Regions from separate parts of the Pelodiscus sinensis genome. Here region 1 is linked to region 2. The links are chromatin contacts, called in public Hi-C maps. All regions are on one chromosome and are shown on one strand. The core of a region is the stretch at or near the end of the contact, and the rest is flanking DNA. Distances in the headings are between cores, read along the strand shown. Region 1 holds the start of LOC102458941 (calpain-8). Region 2 holds the start of DISP1 (dispatched RND transporter family member 1).

Region 1 (6,906 bases), core at 2,229-4,728, 510 kb after region 2:
CCAGCAAGGGAGGTTCTCACAATCCCTGAGGAGAGAATTAGTCCATGAGCTGGCTCTCCCTTGAGTCCTTCTCCTGGAGAGGAAGGTGGGTCAACTTGTGAGCCTGAGCTTACACGAGATAAATCTGTCTGAGCTGCTGCCTGCTTTGCTTATGCCTTTTGGCACTTTGTCAAGCTCCCTGCCCTATTCCGACCACTCCCCGCCCTGCCCTGGGTCCTGTTCTCTGGGTGCATAGGGTATAGGAAGGGGTCAGGCCTCTGAGCAGCACCCTCCCAACTGCCCACATACTGCAGATCTCTGCTGAAGATCTCTGGTGGCAAAGAGCCCAGTATAACTTATTTTCATTTCAGGGTAGATCTACAATGCAATTAAAAACCTGTGGTAGCTGGTGCCAGCTGGTTTGGACTCTCAGAGCTCAGATAAGAGGCTGTTTAATTGCAATGCAGACGTGCAGGCTTGGATATGGAACCCTGTGAGGGGGGTAGGTCCAGAGCTCAGGATCCAGCCTGAGCATCTACACCACAATTAAACAACCCCTTAGCCTGAGCCCTGAGAGCCCAAGTTAGCTGGCACCAGCTGCCATTCATTTTAATTGCAGTGCAGACTTACCTTTAAGTGCCTGTCATTTCTGAGCCTATGCCAAATGACTAGACAATAGGGCTACATCTAGACTGCAAGACTCTTTCGAAAGAGGCTTTTTCAAAAGTATCTTTCGAAAAAGCCTCTTTCAAAAAAGAGTGTCTAGACTATAACCAGTACTTTCGAAAAAGCAAGCCACTTTTTCAAAAGAGAGCACCCAGGCAGTCTGGATGCTCTCTTTCAAAAAAGAACAGTTTGCATTACATAGCACCTTTTATCGAAAGAGCACTTTCGAAAAAAGGCATTCTTCCTCATAAAACGAGGTTTTCTGTGGTCGAAAAAACTGCTGCGTTCTTTCAATTTACTTTTGAAAGAACACAGCTGCAGTCTAGATGCAGGTACAAGATTTTTCAAAAAAATGCCACTTTTTTTCAAAAGGTGCTCTCTTTTGAAAAAGCGGCTTGCTTTTTCGAAAGTACTGGTTGTAGTTTAGATGCTCTTTTTCAAAAGAGGTTTGCAGTCTAGACATGGCCTAAATGTCTCCCTAGGCATTGTCTACTTCCTCCAAGCAGCTTTCTGCAAATCCATCGACAAAGCGCAGGAAAGAGGCCTGTGATGGAAGGAAATCTGTCCATCACTGTGAAGAAGCATTTTGCTCCAGGGGATGGGGACATTTAGCACCCAGTATTTGTTTCATGACTGGACATTTTCCCAGCAGGAACTTATGGACTCTGAAGCTACTTCTAGACTGTAATCCTCTTTCAAAAGAGGCTTTTTCGAAAGTATCTTTCAAAAAAGCCTCTTTCAAAAAAGACTGTCTAGACTACAACAGTACTTTCGAAAAAGCAAGTCGCTTTTTCGAAAGAGAGCACCCAGGCAGTCTGGATGCTCTTTTTCAAAAAAGCACAGTTTGTATTACATAGCGCCTTTTTTTGAAAAAGCACTTTCAAAAAAAGGCATTCTTCCTCATAAAATGAGGTTTACTACATTTGAAAAAACTGCCGCGTTCTTTCAATTTACTTTTGAAAGAAAGCGGCAGCAGTCTAGACTCAGGGGAAGTTTTTTCAAAAAAAGGCCACTTTTTTTCAAAAAAAAACCCTGAGTCACCATCACCCAGTTTCAACATCATCAGAGGAAATACAATTCCATTCCCCCGGAATCCAGGGTGGAACTTAGAGCAATAAGCACACACACACCCCGCAGAACAAAGAATACAGGGGGAAAATGAGCAGGACCTTTAAGCGTGTTACTTGTCACTGAAGATTTCCATTCCTTTAAAGAGACAGAGTCGGATTCTGGTCCCTTCTCAGGTAAACTAATAAGTGGCAGGTTAGGATCCTTCACCACAACCTGAGGCAGGGCACAGAACACTCATGATGCCCTTGTAGTTGCTACAGCATCCTTGAGGCTGCAATAGAGTTCTACACAGCCTCTCTGAACAGGGCAGTCCAGCAAATCTTTGTAGTTGTAGGTTGTCTATGACTCTTCCACCATTTTGCTGCATTGTGCAATGGATACAAAGTTACTACCCCTGCCCAGGCTGGCTTTGCATCATGCTGTACTGAAGTATGTAGCCCTTTTGGTGTTAAAGTTGTCCATGACCAGCTAACACATTGGCAGTCGTGACTCTTTGTCTATGCTAGGGACTGAGCGGTGTTTAACAATATGTTAATTCTAATGTATGAGTTAAAATGTTTTCTTATCCAACACCAAGTGTGGCCATATACAGGATTGTTTCCTGTAGTTTCACCTTGGAGGATGTTTGTGTTTGGTTTATTTCAGTTTCACTCCTCTGCTTCCTCCCCACCTTCTTTTTTCCTTTGTATCAATTTTTCCTTTTGTCACCAAAGAAATAAAGGAGAGGAAAAAGGGAGAGAAACCAGGGGGGAAAGGAAACCCAATGAATCAAAAAAAGCCCCAAATGCCTACATTTTTCATTTTAAGCTACAACATTTTTTTTTTCATTAAAAAGCCAATTTTAAAAAAATTAGGAATACATTTCATTCCAAAGTTTTCAACCAGATCTTCAAATGATGGTGTTTGGGGGGTTGGAATTTTTATTTAGTACAACACTAATTTTCCTGTCCTAATACTGGACAGCACATGACACCAGTAATAAGCTTGAACTGGTCACCCAGGGGACTGGAAGGTTCCATTTGGATAAACACCAAAAGTTCAGATGCTTTTCTCAGTCATGCTGAAACCTTTGAAATAGGCAGAGCGGTGCTGGAAATCTGATGCGGACAGGCTCTCCCTCAACATTTCTGGGGCTTCTCACATCCCAAAGGCTTGGAGTTAAACAGCAACCTTGTATAGAGGGTATTCCATTACTTTCACTACTGGTTAGAACCAGGGAGATGAGGAAAGATGGCAAAGAATGAAAAGGAAAGGTAATCTATGCCTTTTCTAGATTTCAAGGACTTTCCAGCTCAGATTCAATTTGGATTCTGGAGGGAAAGTTCAGGTCAAATCTGATTTCATCTGAATCTAATAGTAAAACAAATAACGATGAAACTCTCTTACCGTGGGTCGCTTCCAGACAATACCCTGCGTTTTGGGGGAATGTGGCCCCAGGTCCTTATAGCCCAGAGAAGAAGGAGAGGCTGGGAATTCTTCATCCTTAAATAGAGAACCAGACTGCAAGCACTGCTGCCTCAAAACCTCATAATCCTGATTTAAATACTTCACTGCCTTCTCATTGGAGCCGAGCCCTTCTAATGCAGCTCTCTCTCTGGATAACTTGGCTGCGATTCCTGCCATCACTGTTTGCCTCCAAGGTGGTGTTGTATGAAGACAGAACAGCACCTATCTCATGAATGGGAGGGGATGAATATAAGTGAGTGGCCAGGTGGGGGTGGAGTGAGTAAACAGATTACATAGTCCAGCACCTGTAGAGGGAGAAGGCACAATGAAAGTGCAAATATGTACTCAAGACTAGAGGAAAGAGAAGTTGGGAGGAGACAAAGAATCTGTGCTCATGACTCAGTAGAATCCGGTTCTCATTATATTTTCTATTTGTATAACAGCCTGGGAGTTCCCTCTATATTTCTAGCACAGGGCAGGGAATAAGAGGGGAAATGTTTTAAAACTAAAGATGGCCCGAACCCACATAATTCAGACCAATTCTGAGCTTGCATAGGTGCTTGGAACCAGGGGCTTTGTTTATCCTGTTATAGAGGACAGAGCAGGATCACAGTTCAGACTCTATGGCTGTGTCTACATTGGCATCCCTTTCCGGAAAAGGGATGCTTAGACAATTCAGAATTGCAAATCCACGGGGGATTTAAATATCCCCCGCGGCATTTGCATTTACATGGCTGCCGCTTTTTTCCGGCTCGGGGTTTTTGCCGGAGAAAAGCGCCAGTGTAGACATGATTTTCCGGAAAATAAACCCTTTTCCGGGAGATTCCTTATTCCTACTTGAAAGGAAAAAAAGTTGGGGAAAAAAAGTTGCTTCGCTATAAGTTTTCAAGTTTTTTGGAACTTATCTTGGACTTATAGCGAGGGCCCCCTGTACTTATCTCACAGAGGTGTTGTGAAGTATAGTCAACCAACATTTGTGTGATGCCTTGAAAGCTTTGGCAAAAATATGCAAATATTGCTTTTATAATCAATATCCCTGGAACAGAAGTCTCTCTTAAAATCAGATATTGAAGCTTGAAAGTAGCAGCTCTGGTTCCTCTCTGTGCAATATTCCTAATATCAATATTTCCATTTTTCATCCTAAATCAAGGCAAAAACCAATGTTGAGGTATCAGAACTTCATGCTTCATAGCAATTCTGATTTTCACTCAACTCTAACTCTAATAAAGCTCGCTGTTAAATACTCACTACTCAGCCTCATAACAAGCATAAAGTTTCCTTTGTCACTTTCATCCCAGTTGTGCCATTCCTAGTTGTGCCATTCCAAATCATTCTGCTCTCTTCCTTGTGTTTACACCCACCAAATATTTGTAGACAAGTAAACTAATTGACTTTTGACAGGTTCCCTTATCTCTAAAGAGGGTTCCTCCCCTAAAAAAAATCTTTCCTTTTTTCAGCCCTGCTGCCTAAGCTTCCTCATATCCTCTAATTAGAGCCCTTATTTACAGGAGCCTACACTATGCTTGGCAAGGCCTGATCATTGTAAGAGAAGGCAGCAGGTTCAAGTTATATCTTGTGGGGACTAGCTCCTGCTTCAGTCACTAGCCTCCAAAAAGCTGCAGACCTTGAACAGAGAGGAACCAGAGCTGCTACTTTCAAACTTCAATATCTGATTTTAAGAGAGACTTCTGTGCCAGGGATATTTGTCCATAAAGGCAATATTTTGAATCTTTTTGCTGAGGCTCACAAGGCATCATACAGATGTTTGTTGATTACACTTTACAACACCTCTATCAGATAAGTAAATGTTGTTATTCCTGGTTTACAGATGGGGAAACTGAGGCACATAGCCTTAAGTGATTTCCTCTGTGTCACACAGCGAGTCAGTGGCAGAGCAGGGACAGAACTCTGAAATACTCATTACCGGTCCCTCTTCGATTTGACTGGTAAGCACAAGGTGCTGCCACCCAAGACTTTCACGGCTCAGTTGCTTGCATTTTGTAACATCCAGGATGGCACATTTTCCTATGCTCTACCTCCCAACACTTCCAATGGCCGAAACAGGACGCAGCACCATTCAGGTTTGGCTTGTCAGCCCACTCTGTCTAGAGGAGTAGAGGCAAGGTCATCGCTACCAATACATAGAATATGCAGCTGTGTAGGGTACCGTGAAATTTAGGGCACCAAATTGCCCCAAATTTTGTGGTGCCCTGAGCAGCCACATGCTGCACACTGACACCGGCTTCAGTGGCTAGTCCCATCCCCATGGCCACTCCCCCTCCCCAACGGGCTGCACACAGCAAGGCCAGCCCTAGCGAGCTGCAGGACCCAGGACAACCCCCCACTACCCTCTGCACCGCCCCTTCTGCACCCCCACCCTGCACACACTCATCCCTTTCCCTAAGTCCCCACCCTTGCTTCACCCCTTCCTGCTCCAACCTCACCCCGCTCCATTCCACCCTTTTCCCCAAGTCTGCACCACTGAGCAACGTGACCCTGGGGGAATAATGGGGCCTAGCATCAGCAGCATGGGTCAGGCCAGCACTCACCATCGGCAGTGGGAGGAGGAGTAACCCAGCCCCAGTCCACACAGCTCCCTGGACTCCCAGGCGCATCACTCTGCTTCCTGCCAGGGAGTGTGGGGAGTGGTCTCACCCTCTCCTCCAAGACCCCTTCCCCTTGTGCCTCCCTGCTCTGCTCCTGCTCCCTGCAGCAATGGGCCTTCCTCCATAACTCCTGCCCCCTGCAAAGTGACACACACACACGCGCCTGCGAGGGGCTGCACGGCACATCAGAACTGCTAGGGATGGTCCTGAGTAGAGGGACCAAACCTGATGTGTCACTGTAACCCCATGTACCAGGTCACAATGTGAGCCAGAGACTGTGTTGTTATATCAGAGATGGGTGAAAACTAGATACCAGCTCCCCACCCTAAAACTCTGGGGGAGTGAAGGATTGGGATCTGATTCACAATTACCAGTAGTCTTTCTCTGGATAATAGCTCACATCAAAAACCTGGCTCTAAACCCCTGCACGTTTGAAAGTGTCTGAGTCCCAGTCATGACCACAGTGCAGTTCCAGTTCCTTCCCCTTTCCTTGAACACAGGACTCATGCTGTAGTGCAAAAACCAGCCAAGTCAGGCTCTGAAGGCTAGAGTGGGAGTGGATTGCAGAGCCCAAACTACTGGGCTGTGTCTAGACCAGCCAGTTTTTCCGGAAAATCAACCGCTTTTCCAGAAAAACTTGCCAGCTGTCTACACTGGCCGCTTGAATTTCCGCAAAAGCACTGACTTCCTACTGTAAGAAATCAGTGCTTTTTGCGGAAATACTATGCTGCTCCCGTTTGGGCAAAAGTCCCTTTTGTGCAAAACTTTTGTGCAAAAGGGCCAGTATAGACAGCTCAGATTTGTTTTCCGCAAAAAAGCCCCGATCGCGAAAAGGGCTATCGGGGCTCTTTTGCAGAAAAGCGCATCTAGATTGGCCATGGACGCTTTTCCACAAAAAGTGCTTTTGCAGAAAAGCGTCCGTGCCAAACTAGACACTCTGTTCCAAAAATGCTTTTAACGGAAAACTTTTCCGTTAAAAGCATTTCTGGAAAATCATGCCAGTCTAGATGTAGCCCTGCTGTTTTTAGTACTGTAGTGCAAGACCCGGAGTCTGTTGAACCAGGGCCCAAGACTCATTGGTGCAGGCTGTGTGGACATATCCTGTGGTTCCCAGACTGGGAACTTCCTTCCAGCTGTT
Region 2 (6,585 bases), core at 3,990-6,489:
TTCCTTGAATCTTCCTCCCCTACTCAATGTGACCTGGTGGATTACCAGGGAGACAAGCATGGGTCAGCAGCAAGTGTTGACCCCCCCATACTCACCAAGGTGGTGGGAACTGCACGAAGTGGAACGACCCAGCAGCCTGCTCTCTTCTGCCGCCTCTCTCTCAGCCAGGTTGCGCCACTTTACAACGGCAGCGGACAGTAGAGCAACCTGGCTCCAGCCCATTCTACTCCCCTGACCCTGCTTTCTGCCACTACAGTGAAGCAGAGCAACCTGGCTGAGAAATGGTGGAGCGGAGCAGGCTGCCACATTGCTTTGCTTCCCATGGCTCCTGCTGTCGCAGTGAATGTGAGGGAGCCTAACGGCTACTGCTGCCCCACACCAGGCCCCCAAGGTAATTCCCCAGGCCACCCTAGGTCTGCAAGCTAAATTCAATGTGGGGGGCTATCCCAGCCACAGAATAGTGGGAGCTGTCACCAGGGGGCCTCCCAAAGCTCGGGGCTGGGCCTTCTGTCCCCAGCTGTCCTATGGATGGGACAGCTCTGGCATCAGTACTAAGGATGTTAAAGTGTGATTATCTGGCTAATCATATGGTTGATACAATTTGGCAATAAGACGATAAGCTCCACTCTGCAGAGCCACAGCAGGGACAGCTCCAGGAGCCAACTCAAACCTGGACTGAGCAGTCCTGGCTCGTGCCAGCTCCAGAGCCACCTGCGATGCAGCTCTGCATTTTAAGTGCAGGTGTATTCAAACTCTGATTATGCCACTGGGCTCTTACTACATTTAAATGCAGAAGTGCAGCAATCCGCGAAAGCTCAGTCCCAGCTCACACTGAGTCCAGCAGCCCCTGGTCACAGCAGCCAGCCCTGTCTGCAGCAAACAAAGGCTGCTGCCCATGGCTAGCCCTGGCTGCCATGAACAGGGGTTGCTTGGCGACAACAGCCCCTGTTCATGGGGGGGGGGGGCCCAGCTCCGGCTCCTGTCCCCGCCTTGTTGCCTCTCATAGACAGGCAGGGATAGTGGCAGGACCCGTGCTGAGGCGGCCATGGGGGTTGGTGGGACTGGGGTGCATCCCAACCCCTTGAGCCCCCGCACAGCAGTTGGCTGAAGCTCCGGCAGTCACCACGTGGCAGGCAGCTGCCAGTGTTTTAAGAACAGCTGCTCCGTTACACCGGCGGCAGGACCTGCATGGTGGGGAATGGGGAGGGAGAAGGGGCTCTGGCTGGCAGAGGGGGGGAAAGGGAGAGAGGGAAGGGGCACTGGCTGGTATGGCCGTAGCCTGGCCTCCCCAGTGGACGGGGGAAGAACTGGAATTGGCTACACTGTGCGACAGGGGGTTGACGAGCGCAGCCCCCTAGTATTTTTTAATTAAAAGAGTAAAATCTTAAAACAAACTTCTGTGAAATGAAACAGTTCCCACATAATGCCCACAGAATTGTCAGACTTGTTGAACAAGTTTAACTACAGAACTCACATTAGTAGGCCACAAAAGGCTGATAGCCCAGATATGATCTCAAGGGGTTCTTCTCCCTTCCAGAAGTGTGAAGTATCTACTCCATGTGGTGTACCAATTGGAGGGATGAGCTGCTGCAGCCATATGCAATGGTCAAGAAGGCTGATGTGGGTAGCCCAGCATGGTTCTCTCTCCTTCTCACAGGCGTGTGCAGAACATTTCATTAGAGTGTGCACCAAGGGAATTTTTTTTTAAAGGCGAACATTTATTGAATACTCAACCATAAAGGACATTATTTTTATTTATCAAACAAACTAAAAAAACTAAAACTTAACTAAACTTAATTTTTTTTAAATTAACAACTAAACTTGACTTAAAAGAGTGTATCATGCGATTAAATTAAAATTCAAAGCCACTTTTTTTTGAGACATTAGGTCCAACAGTGGTCCCCAACATGGTGCCCGCGGGCGCCCTGGCACCCGCCAGGCCATTTCTGTGCACCTGCCGAGTGATCAGAGCTGGCCCCGCCCCTGCCCCTGGGTGCACGGCAAAGGGGCGGTGCCAGCCCCGGGCGCGCAGCACATGGGCAGCCCTGTCCCCAGGCACGCAGTGCATGGGCTGTGCCGGCCCCAGGCGTGCAGCGTATGGGCATCCCTGCTGCTGGGCATGCAGCACAGGAGCGGCGCCGGCCCCAGGCATGCAGCGCCTGGGCTGTTCCAGCCCCGGGCGCACGGCATATTGGAAGCCCCACCCTGGGCGTGCGGCACAGGAGCGGTGCCGGCCCCAGGAGTGCGGCACATGGGTGGCCCTGCCCCCGGGAGCATGCAGGGCCCCACCCCCAGGTGCTTGGCGCGCGAGTGGCTCCACCCTCGGGCACCTGGCAGCCCCAAAAGGTTGGGGACCACTGCGACGTGCCTCGGCACACGTGGCACACTCCCTGCGCACGCCTATGCTCCTCCTGATGCTACCTCAGCCCCTCAGGATGGAGCAGTTCCTGCATCATGTGGAGTCCCCAAAAGGGTAGACTATTGGGGCCATGAACCATGCCAGCATAGTTATTGGTGGAGTGGTCACAGGAAGCCCAGCCTGTTTCTCTCCCCCCTAACACAACCCTAACAACAACTCCTCTAATAACTCCCTGCTGTTCCCAGTGCAAAGCCCTCCCTGCTCTCAAGATATTTGCTTTTTAAAACATAATTGTAACTTTTAAAATATCTTTAAACTGAAAACAGCAATTTTAATACCAGTTATGGTATAACTTATGTTTATGTGACTCTAATTCCCCCCTTTAATTCCACACACTGCTATAAATGTCTGTTTATCTCTAACATGTATCTCAGAACCCTTGCTCTTTACAGAGTTAAATAAAACCATATCCACTGTTGTGTGTTCTCTGGGCTGCATAATTGCACAATCTCTCTTTCCAGCATCTGAAACTAAAAAAAGGATAATACTTTTGGATTTACACTGGTCTCCTGGATAAGGAAAGTTCAATCTTGTTTCAAACTTTCAGTCCAGAATATAAAGAAACAAATCTTTTTTCCAGATCTTTCTTTATATAGATATCAGATAATTACACAAGTACAACCAATAACTGACTGAACTGTAGCAATTGCTCTTAAGATTAAGTGACAGGATATGTCAATTATGTGCTCTGTGTACACTCATGTTCTGCACAGGGATGTTAGCAAATGTTTATTTTTGTAATTGTGCAACCACTGAATTTTTCAGCAGTTACACTTTTACACGTGGGGGCAGGCAGGAGTCCTCCCCTGCTGATATGGAGGCAGCAGCGGTGGTGGAGGGACGGCTGTAAGGAGCCAATACACACAGGGAGCTCCCCCCCTGCGCTGCTGCCTCTCAATCAGAGGCAGCAGCATAAGGGGCAGGCAGATCTGCAGGAACACCAGCTCCACCTGGTCCCCTCCCCACGTTGCTGCTTATGGGGGAGGCAGCAGGCTCTGCGGGAGTTGGCATGCATGGAGAGCTGTCTCCTGTCTGCCCCCTCTCCCCTACACTGCTGCCTCTGATACAGGGGAGGCAGCAGCACAGAGGGAGGGCAGGGGCAGGTACATGCAAGGAGCCATCTTGAAAGCTGGCTTCCTGTGTGTACCGGCTCCCACCTGCCCCACTCACTGCTGCTTCTGTGGGAGGCAGCATGAAGGGCCAGGCGGCTCTGTGGGAGTTATCATGCACGGGGAGCAAAGGGGGAGGGTGCGTGTAGTAGCAGGCTTATTGGTTAATTGTGTAAACAACTACACGCTAACATCCCTAGTTCTAAATACCTTACTTTTTGAAAGATGTATTTTGGATTGCAGAGCCTTTGAAAGGCTATTGCAGAAAACGATAGCAATTATTTCTTATTGTTTGTTCAGCCATTTAAATCCATAAATCACTAGTTCAAATCCAGGAAACAAATCTAAAAAAAGTGTACTTCTAGGTATCCTACTAACACCACCTGTAGATTAAGGCCTGATCCTGGTTTAGAAACTAGTACTTCTGTAAATGTTGCTATCATGCCTAGTGTTGCTTGGATGCTGTGTAGATGAAGAGACCTTTTTGAAGAATAATCTGATTACCAGCCTCCAAAAGCTATTAAAGAAACAGATCACACCTCCTTCTCATTTCACATTTTGTACCTGAAATGTCTAAAACTCCTCAGTCAACTGCTGTTTGTAATCTGACATGGTGACACACATCCAGGGCTATTTGCCCTGGGTCTGTCTAGTGCCTCATTTTCACAAAACTGTGTGATCTGCAATTTCCAGCTCTTTCTTGAACCACATATATGAGTAGTAGTTTGTTTGTTCCCCTGAAGAGACAAAATGCCCAGGCTTGTCACTTTAAGTGACCTAACAATTCAATCATAGCACTGGGCTGTTGCAGATGAAAAGTAAAGCAAGCTTATTAACAAAAGGAGAGATGATTTTAAGTGATATTGAGCAGAAGGAATATTAGACAGCGTTACAATGTAAAAATACATTTTCTGATGCTAAAACTTTAACATGCATTGTCTAAGCTTCAGACCACAAACTTCTTATAGCAAGACAGTTGACTGCCCCATGGTCATCTCTCTCCTCGGGAGCTACTGTGCTCAGTTTCTTTGTCATCCTAGATGAAAAGATAACATGGGACTATGTCTTTTTTTTTTAATAATCCAGTGAACCTTTGAAATGGATTCTTCTGAAGATTACCCTCCAAAGGAAAGTTCATTCAAGCTGTAAAGATAGAAACATGGAAGCTGTGGCTGAAGGAAATTTTGTGGAGGCAGCTTTCCCCTTGGTGTTTGCTAAAATGCAAACTAAATGATTTCTACCCTCTGTTTCAAATGAATTACTGCTTGCCATGTTATTGCTGATGGACACCTGGTTGGCAGTAATGGCGTATCTTTCCTTGGGGATACATTTATTTCCTCCTTCCCCCCCAGAGTTATCTCGCAAACACCTTTTAGTACCACATTTTCTTCACAGGTGCATGATCCCCTGGGTATTTATAGTACATGCACCTTGCAAAATATTGCAGAGTATGTTCCCAGTTTTCCACTGAGGGCACACAGCTGATACAGTTTACACATTACTCAATGGGAGTGGACAGAAGCCGGCAGGCGAGCTAAAACTCACTAGGGATGCCAGGGAGCGGCTTGCAGTGGGATGCTCTTCGGGGCACACGCTGTAGGAGCGGCTAGGGGCAGGGCTGGGGAGCAGGGCCTGCCTGCAGCTGCCCCGGGCTCAGGCAGACAGGGAGTGACGGATCAGTGCCACGCGCCCCTTTCCGGCTTGTGCCCGGTGTCACATCTGGGGCTGGAGCCTCCATCCCCGCCAGACACCTAATGGCCCTTCGCCCCAGCGCTGGGCCTTCCCCGACCCGTCTGGCGGGCTTGCAGCGGGAGCGCTTGAGGCTCCGCCCCGGGGCTGGTGCGTCGGCGCTGGCGTTGCTGGGCGCTCGCTGCAGTTTCCCGAGCGCAGAACGGGAGCGGCGCCACCCAAACCCCTTCGCGTCTTGGGTCCGGGGCAGCCGGAGCCCCGCGGTCCCGCCGCGCCACACTCAAGATGGCGACCGACACCGACCCGCCCCCTTCCCGGCAGCGACTTCCGGCGGGAGGGGGCGTCCGCCCCATGGTAACTACGCCGCGCTGGGGACGCCGCTAGCGGGGCCGCTCACGCGCTTCCTGCCGCACAGAGACAACAACGGAGTGGGGCGGGAGTGAGAGGGGGCGCAAGGGGAACCCCGCCCCCGGGGCTCCGCACCGGGCAGGAGCCAGGTACACCCCGGCCCCCGCTGCATAACCCCCGCCCGCCCGGACCGGTCCGCGCTGAGACCAGGGGCTGGGCTGCCCCGCTTCGGGGCTGGTCCCGCCGCGCTCCCGTGCTGGGGGAGGGCTCCTCTCGGAGGGGAGCGGGTCCCGCGGGGATGCCCCCGCCGCGATGGGGCCAAGGCTGCCCGCGGCGGGTCGGGGGCGGGGCGGGGCGGGTCGGGGGCGGGCTGGCCCCGAGCCCTGCCCGGGCTGGCGTAGGCCTCGCTCCCGTGGGGCGGTTTTATTCCGCCGCGTGTGACTCGCTGGGGGCTGTGCCGGGCCAGCCGGGCGGGGAAGGGGCCGCGCGCTCCCCCGCCCCGTGACAGCCCGGTCGGCTCCGAGGTGGGTTTGCGGGCGCGCCCCTGCGCTGGCCCTGGGGCAGGAGCCGGGCACGCAACCCCAGGTGTTTCTCGTAGCGGCCGTGCACGGGTGTGTTTTGAAAGCCGGTACGTGAGGTGCTTTGTTGGCTTCGTGGCTCCTTCGCTGTGTGGGAGCAAGTGCCTCTCGGGGCAGCAATAGGGATGGATGGCCTCGGGCTAATCAGAGCTCTTCTCCCTTTCTCTCCCGTTTCAACACCAATAATAATAATATAAGGGCACTTGGGTTTGTCATGGATTTGGAAGTGCTTTTGAAAGAGGTTTTCTGTGGCTATTATCCCATTGATAAGATTTTTCCAGCCATTTGCAGAGTCTCCTCTTACTTTTTTAACCCTGGTACCCAAAGAAGTTGAAATTCTAGCTCAGGAAGACATTAGCAATGTCTCTGAGATTTTAATTGGTGACATCAGTGCTGCAGGAAATGGAACAGTGGGGTAACTTCAAAAATGATGAGTAGTCTT

What was found. Hi-C and Micro-C count contacts between places; a contact is called where the count stands out from the background.
Region 1: a contact with region 2 is called in a Hi-C map of liver, with 3 times the contacts expected there. The contact joins the promoter of LOC102458941 here to the promoter of DISP1 in region 2. A contact is called at or near these places in 2 of 5 Hi-C or Micro-C datasets (liver and an unstated tissue).

Annotation. Positions count from the first base shown.
Region 1 is chr3:155,211,619-155,218,524 of ASM4963464v1, forward strand. It overlaps LOC102458941 (calpain-8), which reads right to left and starts at 3,479. Exons shown (of 21, transcript XM_006133424.4): 1 at 3,103-3,479. The coding sequence starts at 3,339.
Region 2 is chr3:154,699,550-154,706,134 of ASM4963464v1, forward strand. DISP1 (dispatched RND transporter family member 1) reads left to right here and starts at 5,240. Exons shown (of 9, transcript XM_075925248.1): 1 at 5,240-5,367.